2 separate regions of the Cricetulus griseus genome follow, and region 2 is linked to region 1. The links are chromatin contacts, called in public Hi-C maps. All regions are on one chromosome and are shown on one strand. The core of a region is the stretch at or near the end of the contact, and the rest is flanking DNA. Distances in the headings are between cores, read along the strand shown. Region 1 has its middle 94 kb from the start of Larp4b. Region 2 has its middle 17 kb from the start of Chrm3.

Region 1 (3,424 bases), core at 603-3,102:
TCTGCTTTTGAATAGTACTTATCTGTTTAATTCTACTATTGAAAACAGTAAGTTGCATATGGCTTGTTGGAGCTAGTAGGGCCCACACAACTCTAGTAACAACTGCACTGTGGTCAAATCTACTCTTCACTTTCACCAGGGCGTGGACAAGAAAGCATTTGGGGAGCAGGGTGCTGGCAGCCTAATGGATGTTACAAATGCAGCGTGTGTCCCTTTTCTGGGTTCCAAACTGAGAAGTGGCACACAACCTTGCCCAGGTACAACGGGCCAGTCCTCAGGAGCTCTGTGCTCTTCCTGGATAAGGCCAGGGTGCCATCCTTCCATGTGGCCCAGGTTGTTGGGCAGCCCCTCAGTCAGGATGGCCACAGGTTGCAGTGAGACAGGAGTCAGTGGCACTGTTCACTCCACAGAGGATAGGGAAGTTTGGATACTTGCTTGGCGAGCCACAGATCACTGAGCAGGCCTGGATAAGTCACACATCACACAACATACACAGGCCACTTCCCAGGCCCAGTCATTGTCATCTTAACTGTGTCACTTGGCCTCTCTGCAGACAGGGAAATAAAACCTACCTGCTAGGTATTTGAAAAGGACTTAAAGACAGCTTTAAAAGCCCATATAGGGACCAGAGATGTGGGTGAGTTGGTAAAATGCTGGAGTAGCATTCACAGAGGCCCTGGATTCTATCTCCAGCATTGCACAAACCAGGCACGGTAGTGCACACTTGTAATTCCAGCACATGGGAAGTAGACACGGGAGGATTAGAAGCTCAAATCCATCCTCGGCAACATAGAGAGACCAGGCTACATGAAATTCTGGCTCTTAATTAATTTAAGAGTCAGGATGGGGACCTTGTACAGACAGTCAGGCTCTTCTGCCTCAAGTCCTAAGGGGAATTACAGATTCCAGGAAGGGTTGACTGGGCCTCTCCACAGAGGCCCAGCTTTCGTTCAGCAGTCACCCTCTTTGACACATTCCTTTATTCTCAGCCTCTCTCCAGAATCTGTCAGTCCCTGTAGGGTCTCCTCTTCAGAAGCGCAGGCACCATGCCTCTGTGTAACCAGCCAAGCACAGCACCCTGACCAGTCCCACCCCAGAAATTTTCTAACCTTAACTCTTGGGCTGGGCACAAGTGGCCATGGTTGGTTATATGCTCAACAGAGATGCTGAGAGACAGAGAAACACACACACACACACACACACACACACACACACACACACACACACACACAGAGAGAGAGAGAGAGAGAGAGAGAGAGAGAGACAGACAGACAGACAGACAGACAGACAGACAAGAGCAGGCTAACCATTCCTCTACCCAGACCCTTGTGAGGATCAGCCACATATTCTAAGCTAGTTTCCTAGGAATGCTACCAGCATACTCCTGCTGCAAGCAAGTGTGAGAAGTTGCTGTTGTTTTCAGAGATCCCTGAGTTACACTGAACAGGTGATGTGGTGACAACTTAAGGCAATGTCACATCATGTACCACTTACTGCAGCCTGGGCCCCATCACTACATTCTCCAATGTAGCCTGAGCCCAGTCCCCTGCACACTTTCCAGGGAGTGCAGCACACTTTAATTCCATAGGGTTAAGTCTCCTTGAAGGAGGTAGGTCTACAGGCCCAGGGGGCTGTGTAGGCAGTGCCTGTCTATTGTGTGTGCTCCGTGTGCCAGGCTCTGCTCTTGGATTTCAGGCTTTGGTAAAGTCTAGCTCAGTACTGGATATTCTGATTCACCAGCTCTAAGCCTCCAGAGACTTCTAAAAGTGGCACTTCCGAGTCCTGACTCAGTGGTGAAGGAGGCATTTGGTTACATTCTTCTCCTCAGTAGGAAGGCATGACTCATCCCTCCTCCTCGCCTGAGGCTAGGGGAAAGCCTTTGACACTAACCCTCTGGCTTGATGCTGGACTGCAGCTGTAGATCCAGCCTTCTCTGCCTGAGAGCCCAGTGCCGATACAGCTCCTTTTTTCCTTCACTCAAGATGTGGATGCAGGGGAAACAAGGCCAAGAATTTTGAGTGCCTCAGCCACATAGGAGCAGGGCTCCTCACCTGCTTTTCTCTCTCCTCACCAACAGAGCGGCCTTTCTGAGACAGACTCTGCTTCAACAGTGTCACCTTAGATCACTGTCTGGTCCAAGTCCTGGCCCCAGAACAAAACAGTCCTATAGTGAGGGTGGGGGTTGTGGTGTACATGCAGAAGGTGGCCTCTGATGTCATTCCCGAAGAGCCAGCCATCCTTTTCTGAGACCTTGTCTAGTCTGGAACTCACCGAATAGGCTAGAATGGCTGTCTAGTGAGCCTGGGGATCTGCCTGTCTCTGCCCCCCAGCATTGGAATTACAAGTATTTCCACAGTGCCCGGCTTTTCACATGGGGTTTGGGAATGGAGTTCAGGTCCTCATACTTGCACAGCAAGCGCCTCTAGCACGCCCTACAATTTCTTTTTTAAGGAAAAAATGTTTTAGATTTATTTATATTTTATATTTTATTTTATGTGTTTGAGTGCTTTACCTGCATGTTTATATGTTCATTATGTATATGCCTGGTCATGTGGGTCAAAGGTCAGAAGAGTGTCTAATCCTCCAGAACTAAAGATACAGATGATTTGAAGCAACCACGTGGGTGTTGGGTGCTGGGTGCCCAGGGGAATCAAACACAGATCCTTTGCAAGAGCAAAAGGTGTTCCTAATTGCTGGGCCATCTCTCCAGCTCAGCTTCTTACTCCTCATTTCCTCCAGGGTAGGTCTAGATAAGAGTCATCCTCCAGTAGGTATCGAACTTGAGGCCACCCTGGACTACATGAGATCCTGTCAAAAGAAGGAGGGGGGAAGGGGTGAAGGGAGGGGGGAAAGAGGAGAGGGAGGGGGAAGGGGAGGAGGAGGGAGGCACCAGTGAAAATAATCCACATCAGCTATGCATAGAACTTAGAAACTGCCAGGTGCCGCTGACAGCACTAGTGAGCATGAGAGACATTAGTTAGTAGTCAGAAGCTGCTGGCTTGAAGGGTTTCCCATTGAAACATTCCTTTGTGCCCCAGATTTTCAGGCACGTGAGTGCTGGGCACAGTTTGACAGAGTAATGCTGAAGGAAAACAGTTTCTTCAAAAGGAAAGAGGGTTCCTTGTCTTCTCCCACCACTGCAATCACGGCTGGGTATGCAGGGCAGGCTGAGTGCATCCCTGGCTGACTGCCAGGCCTTGAAGGAGAGCTTAGATTGCTTAGATGGGCTGCACTGAACCTAACTTATAAATAATCCAAGAGAGCTGAACTGCCTCCAGCAAGGCCGGGTCTGCTGTGAGCCTTGCCCAAGGAGCTCAGGGTATGCTCAACAGAGCTGTTTTGCTTTGATTTTACAGAGCACAGATGAATCTTTCTGGATGCAGAGATACATGGTAAGACCTCAGGCCCAGGATGTAGGCTTGAC
Region 2 (3,384 bases), core at 525-3,024, 640 kb after region 1:
ATGCATAGAGGTCAGAGGGCAGCCTTGGCTCTCAGTGTTCTGATGCCTCTACCTTTTTGTTTGAGACAGTGTGTCATTGGCCTGGAACTCTGCCTGGTAGGCCAGGGTAGCTGGCCTTCTAGATCCTCCTGTCTCATCACCACTGGGCTTATAAAGCTCAGACCACCTTGCTTGGCTTTTTGCATGGGTCATGAAGAAGGAACTCAGGTTCCCCTGGTTGTAAGACTAGTGCTGTACAGTTGAGCCATCTTTAGCTTTCAGTTATTATTTTGTTGTGTTAAAGTCTGCCCCAGTTTGCTTCTCTGTTGCTGTGATAAAATTCTGAGTGAAACCAACACAGAGGAAAGGCAAGGATTTATTTTCTCTTACAACTCCTAGGTCACATTCCCTTCACTGAGGAAAGTCAGGGAAGGAACCTGGAAGCAGAGTGAAGCAGTCTTGGAAGCATACTTCTTACCACCTTGCTCTCCATTGCTTGCTCATCTTGCTGTTGTATACAACCCAGGAGTACCTGCCCAGGGGTGGCACCACCCATAGTTGGGGTGTGTCTTCCCACATTAATCATTTATCAAGAAAATAACCTACAGACTTGTCTATCGGCTAATCTGATGGAGCCAATTTCTCAATTGAGGTTCCCTCTTCTAAAAAGACTTCCAGCTTGTATCAAGTTGACATACACAGAAAATTCCAATTAGCACTGGTACCCACCAGACTTGATTCAATCAGTGGAACTCAGACTTGTGACATCCAGCATATCATGAGTGGCAACAGGGCTCCATAAGTTGCTCAGGCATGGGTCCTGGTCTCATATAAACATCTAGGGAGAGGACCCAGAAACAGGACCCTGGCTAACACTGATGCCCTGTTTGACCTTGTATGAAAACCTACTCCCTAGGCCTCCATTTCCTTATATGTATAATCATGATAGATGAAGCCTCTTAGTACTTGATTCTAGGATTCCTGTTCCATCAGAGCAGAGGGAGCCTCATGCTAAGAAGGCCACTTTAGACAGTCTGGGGGAAAGAGGGAGAGAACCTGCCTGACTTCTAGTTCCCAAGGCTGGAAGGCAGCTATGAATGACCAAGCCTTACCTCCTAGCAGACCAACGAGTGATACCTGGATGGAAAGCTATGATCTCCAGGAAAGCTACTCCATTCTGCCTCCAGCCACTTCCGTGTTGAGACAAATGCTGGAAACAAAAACAGCTTTGGGCTGTTACAAATGTCCTTTTCCCTCCTCTAATGTGCCTGAGTATTCCCCCCCTCCCTCCCCCCCCCCCCCCGCCCCGGCCTCCTACTCTGCACAGCCTAGGTTCAGCAACGTCCTATACTTCTGCCTAAAGCATGCTCCTGGATACAGAATGAGGCTGTATTAGTTGCTTTTCTATTGTGATAAAATACCAATCCGATGAAGGCATTTTCTCAATTGAGATTCTGTCTTCCCAAAGGACTGTAGTTGTGTCAAGTTGATAGAAACTAACTAGCATCAAGTCTAAGGTCCTCTCTCATTCTCTTTTCTTTCCCCCCATTTCTGCACACAGGGTCACCTAAGTTTTTTGGTGAGTGAATAGCCTTACATTGCTACTTGTAGGGAAATTTTAAATACTTCTAAATAAAATAAGAAGAGCAATTAGCAAATAAGTACCCTTTTGGAAACATTAGAAATTCCATTTAAGAAACTGTTTAAAACAGAGCCCAGGGACCAGCTAAACTCTTGCTCCTGAGCTAGCACTATGCACTGATGGAGCCAGAGCCACGCCTGTAACTATAACTGGCCAATCAGTTCTGACGCTTGGGGCTCTCACTCCTCCAACTGTTGTAGCTTTTGATTTCTTTAACCAAGTCTTTTGTTCTTTCTTTTGGCTATACGTTTGGCTTTACCCAAATCAGCCTTCCAAATAGCAGTTCCTGAGACTCTAAATAAAGCTATTTTGCAGTTTATGGCCTCAGTATTAACCGCCGATCTTGCTGTAAAGAATCGTCTAGGGTTGGAAAACGTTTTCTGCATATGGCTGGCTATCTCCGCAAACTGTTGAAGGGAGACCACACCGTTGCAGTAAGTGGTCACACGATGCCCTCTGGTGTGCACGATAAAGAACTGCATGCATGTACGCCGGGGTTTGGCGGTTCAAACTAGTATACTGCTAGATTAAAGTACAATTCTTGAACTCATTGTTTTGGGGGTGGCGTGTTGATGAAATCAGTGTACAGGATTTAAGAGTAAGACGCTGGAGCTCAGACTCTGTATGTCTATGATTCTGGTTCGGCTGTTTCGAGTGGAGAAAGGATCTAGGAAGCTCTCATTCCCCCGATGGTGGGGTCACAGATACCAGCAGGGCATGCAGGAATTCAAATCCAGTCAGCTGTTCCCCTCATCCTTCTCTGGCTTCGCTGCAGAAAGAATGGAAATCTCAATTCTTTGCAGTGTCCGTGGCTCCCTATTAAGTTGTACCAATATATTTCAGAATCTAAACGAAGTGGTCAAATTTCTTGAATGGAAAACAAAATGCACTGACTCACATAATGGTTAGTGAATTGTTCCTACTCAATCAAATGATCAAGAAAGTCAGGCCCTTGTCTTGTACCCACTTCTGATTTCTTTCCATACTGAAACTGGCTAATTTTTTAGAGTGATATTCAGTTTCTCTTCCTAGAATCCTATTCCTCTGCTATACTATGCTAATTCCAGTGTAACTGTAGTTGTCACACAGAGATGACAGTGCTAATGTCACCTTGAGAACCAGTGAGTGGGTTTGGGATATAGCTCAGGGGTAGAGTGCTTTTGTAATATGTTCGAAGCCCTAGGTTTAGTCTTCAGTAACACACACACACACACACACACACACACACACACACACACACACACCAAATGAAAATAATCCAGACAGAAGTATCAGGTGGCATTGACATGGGAGTAATCTATGTGACTATTTCCTCTAAGAGAGACACACACCCTGGGACAAAGCCCACTCAGGACAACCCCCTTCCCCTCCTTCCTAGACACAGTGCCTGATGTGGCCAGCTGACTGCTTTTGAACCAAACATTCTGAAGTGTTAGTGCTGCCCCATGCTATGCAGGCTGAAGCTGGAGCAAATGCAGTAACTTTTCTCTCCAACTGATTGTGGAGGAAACCTACCTGTTCATCAAGAGATACTGGCTGGGACTGTTAGTGAACAAGCAATAAGCTTCCGGAATGCCAGCCCTCCACCACACACACACACACACACACACACACACACACACACACACCACACACACACACACACTCACACACACACACACACACACACACACACACACACACACGGGACCCATATTTTTGGCAACAAGTGTTATTGTAGTTAGTGCAGACAACATTGGGGTGGCTATGACATGGATCTCTCT

Evidence for each region. A called contact is a pair of places that touch in the nucleus more often than the background predicts.
Region 2: a Hi-C map of the CHO-K1 cell line shows a contact between it and region 1, with 7 times the contacts expected there. The contact joins two enhancer-like sites. A contact is called at or near these places in 4 of 8 Hi-C or Micro-C datasets (the CHK-Q cell line, the CHO-K1 cell line and fibroblasts).

What each region holds. Positions count from the first base shown.
Region 1 is chr3:233,451,554-233,454,977 of CriGri-PICRH-1.0, forward strand. No RefSeq gene overlaps it. Among named protein-coding and RNA genes, the nearest start is that of Larp4b, 94 kb to the left of the region's middle. Within about 2 kb of position 1,853, at least 5 of the 6 cell types and tissues checked have open chromatin away from gene starts, as enhancers often do. A contact at or near this core is called in the CHO-K1 cell line, where this site is marked.
Region 2 is chr3:234,093,612-234,096,995 of CriGri-PICRH-1.0, forward strand. No RefSeq gene overlaps it. Among named protein-coding and RNA genes, the nearest start is that of Chrm3, 17 kb to the right of the region's middle. Within about 2 kb of position 1,775, at least 2 of the 6 cell types and tissues checked have open chromatin away from gene starts, as enhancers often do. A contact at or near this core is called in the CHO-K1 cell line, where this site is marked.